2 separate regions of the Mus musculus genome follow, and region 2 is linked to region 1. Evidence: chromatin contacts called from public Hi-C data. All regions are on one chromosome and are shown on one strand. Each heading gives the region's core, a stretch centred on a gene start, on an enhancer-like site or on the middle of the called end of the contact. The rest is flanking DNA. Distances are from core to core; before and after follow the strand shown.

Region 1 (6,911 bases), core at 2,364-4,863:
AGGAGGAGGAGGAAGAGCAGGAGAAGGAGCTGGAGGAAGAGGAAGAGGAAGAGCAGGAGCTGGAGCTGGAGGAGGAGGAAGAGCAGGAGCAGGAGAAGGAGCTGGAGCTGGAGGAGGAGGAGGAAGAGCAGGAGCAGGAGAAGGAGCTGGAGCTGGAGGAGGAGGAAGAAGAGCAGGAGCAGGAGCAGGAGAAGGAGCTGGAGCTGGAGGAGGAGGAGGAAGAGCAGGAGCTGGAGCTAGAGGAAGAGGAAGAGCAGGAGGAAGAGCAGGAGCTGGAGCTGGAGGAGGAGGAAGAGGAAGAGCAGGAGCAGGAGGAGGAGCAGGAGGAGGAGGAAGAGCAGGAGCTGGAGGAAGAGGAAGAGGAAGAGCAGGAGGAGGAGCAGGAGCAGGAGCAGGAGGAAGAGCAGGAGCTGGAGCTGGAGGAGGAGGAAGAGCAGGAGCAGGAGGAGAAGCAGGAGGAAGAAGAAGAGCAGGAGCAGGAGGAGGAGGAAGAGCAGGAGCAGGAGCTGGACTCTGGCTGGAGAGCAGGATTCCTTCAGCTAAGGACGTGCTGGTGCACAGGCAAGGAGAGTTAAGGGAGCCCACAGGCAGTGGTTGAGGCACCCATGCTGTCAAGGACAGAAACGGGTTTCAGTCCCCAGACCATGAGCCAAAGGAGGGAGCAGGGTCACCTGAGCTCCACAGTAGCTTGAGCAGGGCAGAGAGCTGAAGAGTTATTACCACTTCCCATAGAGAGGAAACTGGGAAGGCAGCTGACCACGGTGTCTCTCCTGCCTTCCAGCCAAACCCTCCCTCCAGAATTTGCAGGCGTGGGAGCTTGAGGGGACAGTTCAGAGGGCTAACCTCCTGCTTCATGCATACATACTATGGATCTGGAAGTACAGATGGGCCTACCAACCCAGTAGGCATTGTTGCCAGGGGGTGGGAGAGATATGTCCCCTTGATCTCCCAAAAAGAAAGAAGTCTTTCTTCTTTGTTTGTTTGAAAACATCTGCCTGGAATCTCTTGGTACTTAAGTTGTCTCCGGCCCCTCTGACCCCCTTTCTTAAACCCTTCCCTCTCTCCCAATTCCCTTCCTGTCTCCTTCACATCCCTCCTCTCCCTTCCTCCGCCCTCCTTCCTACTGCTGCTCTACTCCTGAATCTGAGTCCCCTGGAACACCTGGGCAAACATCTTTGGTGTCATCAATGCCTAGGATTTAGAAGAGACAACCTCACCATCTAGTGCGTGACTGCTCATGCGCATTTCTCCTCTAACGGCAGAGTCCTGGCAGTGTCTGTTATTCTCGTGGTATTACTCCAGTGTGGGAGGCACATGAGGAAACAGAGAAGTGACCTGCCTGGATGCTCCTCAGGTAGGAAGTGGTAGCGTTGAGAGGAAAACCAGTGGTCCAGATTCTAAATGCGTCTCCTCCTAGTGGATTTGTGTCTCAGTGTTGAGCGGTCCAGCCTTTGCCAGCTTCACCCCTGCACAGTTTAGCCTCCATTGCACTCCCCCGGCCTGAGGATGTTGAAATGCTGTATAGTAGGAGCGCCTTTGAGATCATAGCAATCTGGCCCAGCGTCACGTCCTTGTGAAAGTCAGTTTCTTGGCAGCTGTGGGCTCTCATCGATTTGGTAAGGAGGATAGTAGCAGGAGATTGGTTTAAAAATCCAGTGATTTGGGCCTGATAAATCAGAAGAGAGGCTGCCTGGCTAGGAGCCGGAGGGCTCCTGAGGTGTCTGCAGCCTGGAAATCCTGGCCCTGGTACCTGGTCTGATCTTGGGTGGGAATCCTGGCCCTGGTACCGGCTGTCTGTCTGATCTCTGGTGGGTTGCTTAATCTTTCTGCTTCGTTCTTCCCATTTGGCACGTGGGGATCCCAAGAGTACCTATGACAGGCTCCTGTAGGGATTACCTGTGATGACTCCATAGATCAATACCTGGCACATGGCAAACTGTGAGTGTTTACTTTGTACAATATTAATTTTTTCTTAGAGTTTTGTTTTGAGGTAGTCTTATTATGCAGCCTAGGCTAGTCTTGAACTTCATATCTTCCTGCCTCAACCTCCCGAGCCCTGAGATTGTAGACACAAGTTACCACTCAGGGCTCTGTTTGACGTAGAGGTGGAGTCTTGAGGTTGTCCAGACTGGTCTTGAACTTGTTTTACCGTACACCTTGCTCAATGTTTATAGTGATTTATCAAAAATTGCGTGAAGGCCTGGCAGTGATGATGAATGAGACAGAAACCTCCATAGAGTTCATATTCCAGAGGAGAATAGAAATAAGTCAGTCAGTCAGTGAGTGTAGCTCAGTTGTGATGATGTCAAACAAACAAACAGACAAACAAACAAACAAACCACTGGAAAAACAGACAGACGAAAGTACTTGAATGAACACAAGCACAAACAAGTTGGCATGCTGTCACAATGGGAAGTTAGAGAGAGGGGCCCATGTTAGAAAGGGTAGACAGACAAAGGTGAAAGTTGTCATACCAGGAGAGGGGACAGAGTCACAGCTCATGAACAGGGAAGACAAAGTCCTGAGGCAGGGTCAAGCCTGCACAGTTGAAGCACAGGCAGAGGCTGCAAGGGGCAGGCTTACGTAGGCGAAGGCAGTGCTCGCTGGCAGGGGTAGGGGCAGATGCTGGAAAGATGGGCAGAGGCCACTACAGTGTAGTAGGGAGGGGGTGCCTTATTTTGATGGGAAGTCATTAGAGATGTTTTGGGGTTTGATATGTTGCCCAAGCTGGCCTTGAGTTAAGGGCCTCCTGCCTCAGCCTCCCGAGGGCTTTGATTACAGGCTTGTGCAGCCACATACCACTGGAGGTTATAATAAGGGCGTCCAACTTGATTCCTGCGAAGATGGCTGTGGTTGCTCTTGGAGAATCAGTCCTATGAATGACTTCGGGGAGGGAGACCCTGGATCAAGCAGGTTTGGACCCGGGCGGTAGCTAGGGGAGCTGAGAAATGAACATGGTATCTGATGACTGGATGCTGACTCGCTCACCCCAACCCTGGTTCGAAGGTTAACCAGATGTCAGTTGATTCATTTTAAAGAGCTGGTCCAGCCACCAGGCCATGGCTCAGTTGAGGAGCCGTCTCCCTGCAGGCCGTCCAGATGGGAAGCTTAGAGGACAAGAAGGCTGCTGAGTGGCCCTGGGGAGCCCCAGATGCTGACATCCTGCTGAGCCAACCCTAGCCCAGGCCACACAGGGCCCCTCTCTCCAGGCAGTGGTGGAATGGGCACCATTCACACTGACATTCTGGCTGACCTTTCTCTTCTCTAATCCTGTGTATTTGCCCTCCTCCTATGTCGGTGCCGCCAGCCTGGCCCTACCGGCTGGCCTTTGTCTTGTGGAGCCTTCTCTTTCTGCCTGTGTTTTAAGCAGACATGTCTGCACTCCTGGTCTGGGTGTTCACTGCTGTGCCAGGAGGGGGTCTGTGAATGATGGGAAGTCTTTAGCCTGGGCCTGGCCACATCGGTGCTCCCTAATGGGAGTCCAGTCCTTCCTTCTGTACCAGTTCCTGACACTTGTGACTCTCGAGAGGCTGCCTGCAGGACCCTGGCTCCTGCTGCTCTCCTGCCAGGCTGTAAGGAGCTTCCTTGCTATGTTTCTTGAGGAGTAAGAGCATCAGGGACTGGCCCTTTGCCCACAGGCTGACTCAGCCCAAGTGCCTCCTATTTCTAAATGTCTCAACTCCGTTCCTGCCCCCTACCCTAGAAGCCTGCTTTGGGTAAAAAGACCACATTGTGGATCAGCAGGTACCCAGACTCGTGTGCAAGGCTAAAACATACCCTGGGGGACCTAAATCCCTGCAGTGAGCTCCATGGGAACCAGCACATGGTTCCCCCAAGGGCCCTGACTGTACGCGGTCTGGCCTGGCCACCTAGCAGCTCTCGCAGTGTGTGCTGGCCTGAGCCTGAGCAAGAACCACATCCACGTGACATAGCCTGCTGTGTCAGAAGCCACAGTCTACTTCTTGGCTCCCTTTCTAGGGCCTGGTGAGAGACAATGCTGTTATCCTTGGGCTTGTCAAAGAAAGAGTCTTATTATACATTTCTAAAATGTTATTTTTATTTTTAATTAATACAGTTTTAAAATAGGCTTAAACAGGGTTTATTGAGCTCCTTCTCTTCCTTTTATCCGAAGCCACGAGCATCTGAAAAAAAAATTCCATTTTAGCATCTAGGGTTTATGTACGTGGATTTAGTTGTTTATTTGAGGCCAGGTCTTACTGTGCGCTCACTATGTAATACAGGCTGGCCTCGAACTCATAGCGAGCCTCTCCCACAGCTAGGAGAGCAGACATGAGCTCTCTTTCATACCTGGCTAGACTCAAGTTTTAAGGCGATTGTGTAAAGATCTGGGCCCTGCCATGGTGGGGACATGGTGGTACACACCTTTCCATCCCAGCACTTGGGAGGCAGAGGCAGGTTGGTTTCTGTGAATTCCAGGACAGCCTGGTCTACAAAGCAAGTTGTGGGCCAACCAGATGTAGAAGGAGATGGAGGTGGAGCAGAAAAGGAGAAGGAATAAAACAGAGGGAAACCCAGGAGGATCCGCGTCCTTTATCACCAGCCCGTGGCATGGCGGCATGTCCTTGGGACGGCGGGGGAAGAAGATCACTTGAGGCCAGGTGTTTGACTCAAGCCTGTCCTGTTCTGATACTTGGAGATAACGTAGCTGATACTCTGCTAAGATGTCCCTTGTAGATACCACTTGACTTTCCAGGATGTGGTGTCCTGACAAGCCTGCCCGCCGTAAGCTGAAATGAATGCATGCTTCATTATTGCCATTTTATTAGTAATATCCTATAGACAGTCAGGACTTCCCAAAGAGACACAGTGGAAGCACAGAACTAGAAGTAAGAAATCCTATTCTCAGAGAGCACGGCAAAGGATGCTGGGTTGTATTCTTGAGTATATTTGTTTTAAGAGTTAGGAACTACCAAGGACCTTGGCGTGAAAGTGAACCAGTCTGATTTGGCGTGGAGATTGCTCTGCTACTCAGGAAGAAAATAACAACCCCAAAATATTGTACTGAAATTTAAAATCCCCAGAAGCGGTGTGCCTGAGTTTTCAAATATAGAAGCCTCAGGATTTTAATAAGTTTATTTGTACAGAATGCGGTCTAGGTGATTTTAATATGCAGTCTTGGAACATACCCACCAAAGGAAATATAATTGCTGCTCATATATGGAGAAATGCGAATGTCGTGGTGATTGGAACAAGAATAAGTGGCTGACACATGTGGGAAATGTAGGACGGGAGCAGAATGTTTTCGTGGAAGTCACACAGGGCTTTTGTTTGTCTTTGGTGACCTAAGAGATTCCACCCTGTCTTCCATAGGTCCATTCTTACCCCCACACCAACATTACGTATTACCACAATGGTATCTGTCGAGTACTGTTCAGTTCTATTTTCCAGTAGATGTGACCCTTAGCCCTGGAAGGAACACCACAGTGTTCAGAGCACAGTGGTAAAAGGCCAAGGGGGAAAGCCAACATGGAATCAGGACAGATGACGCTTGCCAGAACCGTGCAGGGAGAGGAAGGTTCTGCGAGGCTGGAAGGGTGTGTGGATGCTTTGGCGGGGAGACGGCTGGGAAAGGCTTCTTGGAAGCAGGAAGAGTTAAGCCACATATTCAGGAAAGGATGTGGAGTAGGCAGAGCACTTGAGGATGCAGGCTGTGCCGCACACACCGTGAACCTCGGCATGTATCTAGGAGCAAGGCAATTCCCTTGTTTACCTTGTGCAGGCGCGTTATGTAAGGAGACAGTTGAAGACTCATGGGGAGTGCTGAGACGGATGTAATGAGAGAGTCCAAATAAAGGAGTTTGAAATTTTAATGCAGGAAATGATGAGCTGTCAGATTTCAGCTGGAAGGTGGGGATGGGACCGGCAACGGCGAGTCTAGGCAAGCTGAAGTGTTTCTATTCCTGGGCTGAAGCTTTGAATGCTGGCAGTTCTTCTTTTAATGGGGGCTGTGGGGTCCTCAGCATTTATTTACCTAGCTGTTCATATTTTAATGCTTTTATTAGCATATATTAAGTTACACAGTGACAGGTTTTCTGGTTTCACATTGTCATAAGGATCTGTGTGTTTACTAAGATGGGGTCCGATGTGTGGATCGTTGACTTCGTGCCCATTCGCTCAACCGCTTGCTGTGATTTTTGCATGCATTTCTCCTTCTTTCGAGAGGATACGCCTGTATCTATGCATCCAGGCCCCTGGCCGTGGCCTCACTGGAGTTCCTTGGTGTTCCCCCTGGGCCTGAGCTCTTTCTCCTGTGAGGAGGTTATGTTGGGCTTTTTGCTGGGGGTAGTCGAGTGCAGGAGAGAGAAGATGGGCCTGCCGTTCAGATCCGGAGAGCTAGGCCACAAGTGGGGAGGAGAGCAGACTGAAGAAGCTAAGGGGCACGTTTTTGAAGATGTGACTCAAGTCTTACCTGTGACAGAAGTGGGGTAGAGTATTTCTCAGGTGGTGTCCAGTTTAGCACTGGCTTACCAGAGGATCTGCAGGAAAATTTGGAATAGTCACTTGAAATTCCTCTCCTAGCTATTTCCAGGGAGCTACAGGTTGAGGAAAGAGTTCCAAGAGTCTGGGCTGAAGCCAAACAGAGGACCCAGGAAGGGGATTTGTGGATGTACCCCATACCCCAGGGGCTGCCTGGACACCAGGGTCGTGTAAATTCTGCTTGCCACAGCCCAAAGTGTCTACATATATGCTGTTGGATTTTTAAAATAATATAAAGTATTTGTTTTATGACATGTATATTTGCTCTCTCTCTCTCTCTCTCTCTCTCTCTCTCTCTGTGTGTGTGTGTTAGTGTTGGTGATGGTATAGGCTCTAAGAGGGAGCTGGATGTCCTCCCTCCCACCCTGCAGCTGGAGTTCCAGGTCGTTCTGAGCTCCCTGGTGTGGGTGCTG
Region 2 (7,314 bases), core at 412-2,911, 580 kb after region 1:
AGCCGTGCAGCCTACCCTTCTCCTTCCCTCACACTGCACGACACAGTTCTATTAGTGACGGGTATTTTACTCATTTGTCTGCTTGGTTGTGGAAGACCCACTTCAGTCACCAGAGAACGGGCACATATAGAGGGGCTCAAGAAATAGCCATGAGGGAACAGAACAGCCAGGCTGAAGGGAGGACCACCATCCCACTGAGCAGCTGCAGCAACTGTTTAGACTCCGAGGCCAATCTCCACGGAGGCTTCAACTCCCAGCACCATGACACCCGACCGCAGCCGTGACATATTCCAAATCTTACCCAAATGGATCATTTCCTGCCCAGCTCAAAAGCAGACTTAGGGATGGACAGGAAAAGCTATGCTCTATATGGGGCCAGGGACTTCACTCTAATCAACCACTCTACAAAGGACCAGGGGCTCCGCTTTGCCCTCCTCCTCCCACACCACTTGGCTACCATGGTCCTCCCCTGGGCCAAGGCCCAGGCTGCCTACCCATCTGCCACCCTGGCTCCAGACCACTTGTCACCCACTCTGGCCCTGGCAACCTACCCCAGCTATGGAAGAGCTGACCAGCAGTGGCCACAGGGACAGCAGGCCAGCCCCACCCAAAAGGCCAGAAAAGCCATCTGCTGTCCCTCCTCCTCCCCGGGACTCTGACAGGGCTCCAGATGAGATCATCACAGTCAGACCCCAGGAGAAGGCTGCAAAGAGCTTCACTTCCCTCCCAGTTTGAATGCAAACACTCCAGGAGAAGGGGAACTCAAAGACTCCTTGTCCTTTACAGAACGCGCAGTGAGGCCAAGAAGGACTCTGGGTTCCTGCCTCCTGTTCAAGCTCAACCCAGCTTAGCCTCTGTGGGCAGAGGTTTGGGGGAATCAGGGTTAAGTGTCACAGAGGAAGTCACATCCAGCCATGCATCACCGAGTTACAGGATCTCAATGCTCCTGTTCCATTGGCACTGGGGATATCTGACCCTAGAGATCTATGAGGTCCCACTTCTCTGGGCCCTGCCTCTCCAACACCAGAGAGAGCAGACAGACTGACCACGGCAGGCTCATGCCAACAGCACACAGTTAGTCCCTCCCTCCCCAGTAGGCAAGAAGCCTGAAAGCAGAGGCGTCAGGAGTCAGGACTTAGGCTCATTTTGAGGCTCATAAATGGGACAACAGAAGTAACAACAGCTGGGCACTTCCAAGGGTATGGCATGTGCCAGACACCAGCAGAGGTGAGAAGCTATTCTCTCTTTCTCATTGGTGATACTTTGTGGCAAGCTCTATTCTTACCCTGCCCACTTCCCAGGGGAACCAACTGAGGCTGAGGGAGGGAAGTGAGGTTGTCTCCAGGTCTCTCTCTCTCTCTCTCTCTCTCTCTCTCTCTCTCTCTCTGTGTGTGTGTGTGTGTGTGTGTGTGTGTGTGTGTGTAGCCTAGGGGCAGCGCCCCGAGGCCCTGGGCTGCTGGGCACACTCAAGGAAGCACAGACACTGTCTCTCCTGTCCTGCCCAGGAAGGAAGGCAGCTTTGGATCAGGGTTTGTTGACAACATCCCCCAACCTCTGGGCTTCAGCCAAGTCTGTAACAGAAAAGGGCAGGGAGTCGAGGCTTGCAGAATCACCGAGAACCACACGGCCTGAATCCCTCTTGTCCTTTACAGCTAATGTGACTAGCAAGCAAGGTGACGTAATGCTCGGGCTGCAGTTTAAGCCTGGTTAGAAGGAAGGGGCTAAGCACCCTGGAAGCGCCACACTGCATGCAGAAGCAGGAGTGGCTGCTGCGAAGCCAGAAATGTCCTGTTAACAAGTCTAGTCACTGTGAGCTAAATGTCCCACCGAGGAGTCCCCACAGCTCCTAGTACCTAACACAGGAAACCAGGCCTGGAGCAGTCCCCAGGAGATCATGGAAAGGGGACAGGGGAATGGATCCATAATGAAAGGGCAAAGAGGACACTGGGGGCGTCTGGGTGAAAAGGCTGGGGAAGCAAGACTTAAAGGCAGCTCAGCCGCGCACTTAGCCATGGGCTGGGACAGGAGGATGGTGCCTAGGCAAGGCAGACCAGGGAGGGGTGACCAAACAAAGTCTGGTGCTACTGAAGAGTCCCAAAGAGCCACGGAGGCTCAGGCAGTTGGGGAATCACAGCACAAACACATACACACACATACACACACACACACACACACACACACACACACACACACACACACATACACACCAGCAGTTGGGGAATCACAGCACACACACATACACACACACACACATACACACACACACACACACACACACACACACACACACACCAGTCACCTTTATTTTCATCTGTAGCCCAGGCAGGAGATGTTTTACCACTATCTTGGAATGGGCCCCCAAGGGTGGTCCTTCACCACTAAGCGAGCATCACCAGGTTGCAAATGAGACACAGGTTTTGGCCATCAGGGGAGGAGTGACTTAGGGTAAGTGAGCTGCCAAGGAGAAATGTGTCTACACATTTCTGGAGCTGTTGAAGGGTAAGGGCTGACAACCAGGATGAGTGAAACACAGAGGGGACCAACTCCTCACACACCGGCTCCCTCCTGTTGAATGATCATGGTGACACTGCAGAACATTTCCTGGAGGGGGAACAGGGAGCAAAGCACAGGCCCAGATGCAGCCCAGGCTTGGTCCAGATCCCAAGCTTTCAGACCTTTAGACTGAGACAAGGGAGGGATGAACAGTAGCTTCTACCTCCTCCGACTCCTGCCCCAGCTTGGAAAGCCAGCAAAGGCAGCCACAGTGCTGACCGCAGGGGCCCCACCTTCCTGCACCAGAGGGGTGTGTATAGACTACAGATGATGTCATATGTTGGAGGCTAGGGGCTGGCCACAGTTAGAACCCTGGCTGACAGCCAGCCCTTTGCCTTGAACTTAACCAAGCCCTTTTCTGGAGTGTCCCTCTGCCACAGAGGCTACCTAGAGCCTGGAGTCCCTCCCATCTTCTGTATACAGGACAGAAATGGGCTCTCATGTGTCTGAACTCTTATCTCCCAGAGTATCTGCAAGAAAGGGATTGAATTCCCTCTATACAGACTGGAAGACTGAGGTTCCAAGAGGCAACATGCACAGGAAGGGACATAACAAGGTGTGGCTTGGCCTCGGACCTGATTCTAAAGACGGAGTGTGCCTGTGGGACCTCACAGTCTTCCTTGCTTTTGCCTTCATTGGCACCCTGAGATAGCAGCAATTTTGTGCCTAGTGCTAGGGCCACCTGGCCCCAGCCCTGCTACAAACCAACAAAACTATCTTCCAGCCAAGGGTCTACTGCTCAGGTACCTAGTGTCCTTCCTAAGTCCTCCTGACCTTCTACTACTCCTCAACCCCAACCCCTAGTTCCATGACTCTCACACCCATGACTCAACTATTCTTTCCTCCCTCTCGCTCTGTCCTTTCCTGACAGGTCTCACTATGTAGTAACCAGCTGGCCTTGAACTCCTGCCCCAGCCTCCTGAGTACAAGGACTGAGCGTACATACCTCCACACCTGGCTCCAGCCCTCCTTTCCAAACCTACTATCCATTTCTAGGCCAGAACCATAGCTGATCAATTAAGCATACACATCTACTTAGTGAGCCCCTGCAAGGCGGCAGGCCCTTATCCAGAAGCTGAGCACTGAGGCAGCCAATCAGGCAAATCCCCAGCTGTGACACCTCCTCCTCCAGGAAGCCTGCTCAGCTGCTCTTAGGTGCGTATACCTCTTCTCACTTCTAGACTAGTTCTAGACTAGGCATGGGCACCCTCTACAGATCAGGGCATTGCGGCCTCTGTGACTTGCAGCAGAGGGAGGCAGGGTATGCAGGAAATTCCAAAGGGATTAGAAGAGTTACCCTGAGGCACCGTTCCTTCTGTGGCAGGCTTGACATGTGTCTATTTCCCTTAGTCCCACAGGGCGTGGCTCTGGAGCCTGGGCAACTTAGATGCAGTTTCTCCAGTTATGGAGACCTCCAGACTCCACCTGCAGCCCTCCTCAGCTGGGCCCCTGGGACCCCAGATCCAGACAGTTACAAACCCAGTCCTGACGCCACTTATGGTCCCGGCAGCAAGACAAGAAGCCTTATGAAACAGCTGGAAACAGAAGAGTCATACACAGTAGCTCCGGGGAACACTGACCAAGAGTTCCTGTGTTTATGTGCGTAGGTGAAATGTCACCGTCAGTGTAAATAGACGTGCGTGTGCATGAGCATGTATGTCTGGGTGCCCTGGTTAAGCAAACACCATGTCTGACATCTGCATGATCAACCCTTGTGTTGGTGCTAATGTGTGCGGAGGTTGGGTCCATCCTGCCTGCGAACCTCTTTGTGGGTATTCATGTGACATCTGTTGAACCCCAGGTACTTGTGCAAAGGTTGCTTGCTCTCTGAGGAAGAGGTGGCACTGGGTACTGGAGTGGATGGTGTCTGTGTCCCCTGACAAGTCTCTGGGATCCTATGGATGCTGGTGCGTATAGATAATGTCTGTGTGCACGTATGTGCACACTTTCCCGTGTATATGGACTTCCTGTGTCTGAGAGTGTCTTCAGGCTGTGTGAGGGAGTGTGTACTTCCCAGCCTGGCGTCTCCTGCTGCTAAGTGTTGTGTTTGGTAGTGTGTGGCATGAAGGGTCTGTCTGTCACTTTCCATGTGGATCCACAGTGAACGTGTCTGGAGGCTGGTTTCTGGAAGCATATAGCATAAGTGAGTCACTGAATGTATACATCAGCCAGGCATGAGTAACTGTGGGTCTCTAGGCTTGAGCTCTGAAGAAGTGTGCATGTGTTTATGTGTACAGGGCTGTGTCCAGGGACACAGGCCCAGCCCCTTGCAGAGTGCGCCGAGCTCTGTGGTATCCTCTGGCCACAGCAGCTGCCGCCCACATTTTCCATCCTGCTGGAGCTGCTCCCCCAACCTCCAAGCCCTGCTGCACCCCCCCTCCCCAGAAGCTACAACTCAGGGCAGGAACCAGGGGACATCGCTGACATGGTGACAGGCTGGGTCCCTCCTCTCCTATCTCCCAGGAGCTTTGAAGGAACTGCCTCAGGCATGCCACTCACAAGACTCTGGGCTACATCAGAGGAAGGGAGGGAGGAAGAGAGGGAAAGGATGGTGATTGGGTTGGCACATTTACTGAGCAATGGACACTGCATCCTCACAATTAAGAGGTCCATGACAATTCAATCCCCATTTTACAGACATGTATAAAATGCCCCAGAGGCACACCCCCACCTACAGGCTTAGATAGATATCAATCAGCCTTTTAGGTTTTTGTTTTTTGAGACTCAGTCTTAGCCCAAGCTGGCCTTGAACTCACTACACTGCCGAGGATAGCCTTCCTCTGCCTCCCAAATGGCAGGATTACAGACGGGCGTGTGCCAGCATTCCAGGCTTATTCGGATCTAGGGATGGAGCCAGGGCTTTGTGCATGCTGAGCAGACACTGCCCCAACTGAGCTTACTCACCATGGCTGCCTACAAATCTTGGCCTGGCACCTGGCCCACAGGACTCCTCTCACCAACCTCTATCCAAGACCAGACACGCCAGTAGCGATCAAAAGCACAGTCTCGCCGGCCACATGGCAGAAGGATATGGACCAAGAGTGAACAGCAAGGTTGGAATATGGGCTGTATGACAGAATCCTGGAGTCTCCACTTGCCCATCTATATAATGGCAATCGCCAGTCAGTAAGGGCTTTTCTCTGGGACCTGTGACTCCCAGCTGGAACCCCCAGGCAGGGGCCTAGTCTCCCCACTGCCAGCCTGTGCAGGGGGGAATGTGATCTTGCCTGTCTATCCTGCCTGAAGCGGGAGGGTTTATTAACCCTCAAGGGCTGAGGATGCCCACCCTCCCGACTCCTCCCAGTTCCTCCGAAAATGAACAAACAGACATCCTGTCTGCTCATTGGCTTGAAATCCTAACAGTTCCTCACAATACAAGGATCTCACTTTCAGATGCTTTCTTCACTATTTACATCTACCCTGATTACTGAGAAAATCCTTGGAGAGTGTCCAGGCACACCCCATCCGTCATCTCCATTATACAAATGAAACAAACAAAACAAAACAAAACAAAAACAAGAGCATCGCGGAGAGGTCCAGCCCTTGACCATGACCACACAGCAAAGGTAGAATCAGGGCTCCAAGCCAGATCTTTGAGCTCCAGTACTCTGAGATACAACATGGCCCAGGGGGACAAGGGGAACGGTTAGTGGTCATAGGGACCTCAGGCCACTGGGTCAAAGTCAGACCCAGTTAACCTGGCTGCTCTACAGCTAAAGTTGTATTTCTGGGTCCTAAAAACCACATCGGATGACCCCCCCACCCCCCCACCCCCCGCAGACACCTTGACTAGAAGGGACCTCATGTCAGACTGTAGCCACCACACATACCTCCCCAGTTGCACCCCAGGGATCACAACCAACACTAAGAACCATTTACATGATGCTCCCACCAACCCTATGCCTGTATCCAGGCCTCTCTGCATAGTTCAAGTGACACCAAGCTCACCACCTTCCCTGCAGAAGTGCTTTCTGTCTTTTCACTGGCAGAGGCTAGAGGTTCTGCTACCTCTCTAACTTAGGTCCTAGAGCAGGGGTTCTTAAGACAGGAGATATGCAGTTACCCAAGGGTCCTTCCTGGTTGACAGTTTACCCACACCGTGCCACCCCTAGCGCACACACACACACACACACACACACACACACACACAGGGAGGTGAACCTGACGAGAGAGCCAGCTAGAGTCCAGGGCATTCCCTGGACTCAGAAGGTCAGTCTGCAGTGCACACCCTGGGGATTTGGAGTCATTTTCCTTCTAACCCAGTTTCTGTACCTCAGATGTAAAGTAGTTTAGAGAAACAGGAAACACTCAGGAGACTGCTTCTCCCTGACTCCCAGCCCTGGCTGCCTGGAGCAGGTCGCCTTCCTGCTCTGGCTAAGCCAGCCCCTGGCACTGTGACAACATAACACCTCCAGTAAGAAGCTGCCCTGTAGGTGTACAGTCCACACTCCCAGGGCTTTTACTGTATCTCCGTGAGGGCAGACACTGTGGAAAACAGCCCTGCAGAGCAGTGTGGGTACTGCCTGAATGCATGCAGCAAGAGTTGGCATGGCTCCCTTCCTCACTCGCCCAACTTTCTTCAGTCTAGAATGTTTTTCTTGCAGCTCCTCATTTGGCTGTCTACATCATCTCCCAACTCCTGGCCTCCATGAGTCCTCTGCCCCACCTCCACAAAGCTCACCCTTATCACCAGGCGCATTGTGTTTTGTTGTGACTATTGTTTAACTCTTGGTGTCACAGAGGCTCTCCCTAGTTCACTCA

The links. Hi-C and Micro-C count contacts between places; a contact is called where the count stands out from the background.
Region 2: a contact with region 1 is called in a Hi-C map of cerebellum, with 1.8 times the contacts expected there. The contact joins two enhancer-like sites. A contact is called at or near these places in 1 of 484 Hi-C or Micro-C datasets (cerebellum) and 1 of 115 datasets of contacts at active chromatin or transcription factors (pancreatic cancer cells).

The regions. Positions count from the first base shown.
Region 1 is chr2:156,484,733-156,491,643 of GRCm38.p6, forward strand. All of the region lies in intron 2 of Epb41l1 (erythrocyte membrane protein band 4.1 like 1), which reads left to right. Gm33977 (a long non-coding RNA gene) reads right to left here. Exons shown (of 3, transcript XR_375167.4): 3 at 4,985-6,497. Among named protein-coding and RNA genes, the nearest start is that of Gm33977, 11 kb to the right of the region's middle. Within about 2 kb of position 3,614, at least 74 of the 459 cell types and tissues checked have an H3K27ac peak or open chromatin away from gene starts, as enhancers often do. A contact at or near this core is called in cerebellum and pancreatic cancer cells, where this site is marked.
Region 2 is chr2:157,068,925-157,076,238 of GRCm38.p6, forward strand. All of the region lies in intron 1 of Soga1 (suppressor of glucose, autophagy associated 1), which reads right to left. Among named protein-coding and RNA genes, the nearest start is that of Soga1, 6.7 kb to the right of the region's middle. Within about 2 kb of position 1,662, at least 219 of the 459 cell types and tissues checked have an H3K27ac peak or open chromatin away from gene starts, as enhancers often do. A contact at or near this core is called in cerebellum and pancreatic cancer cells, where this site is marked.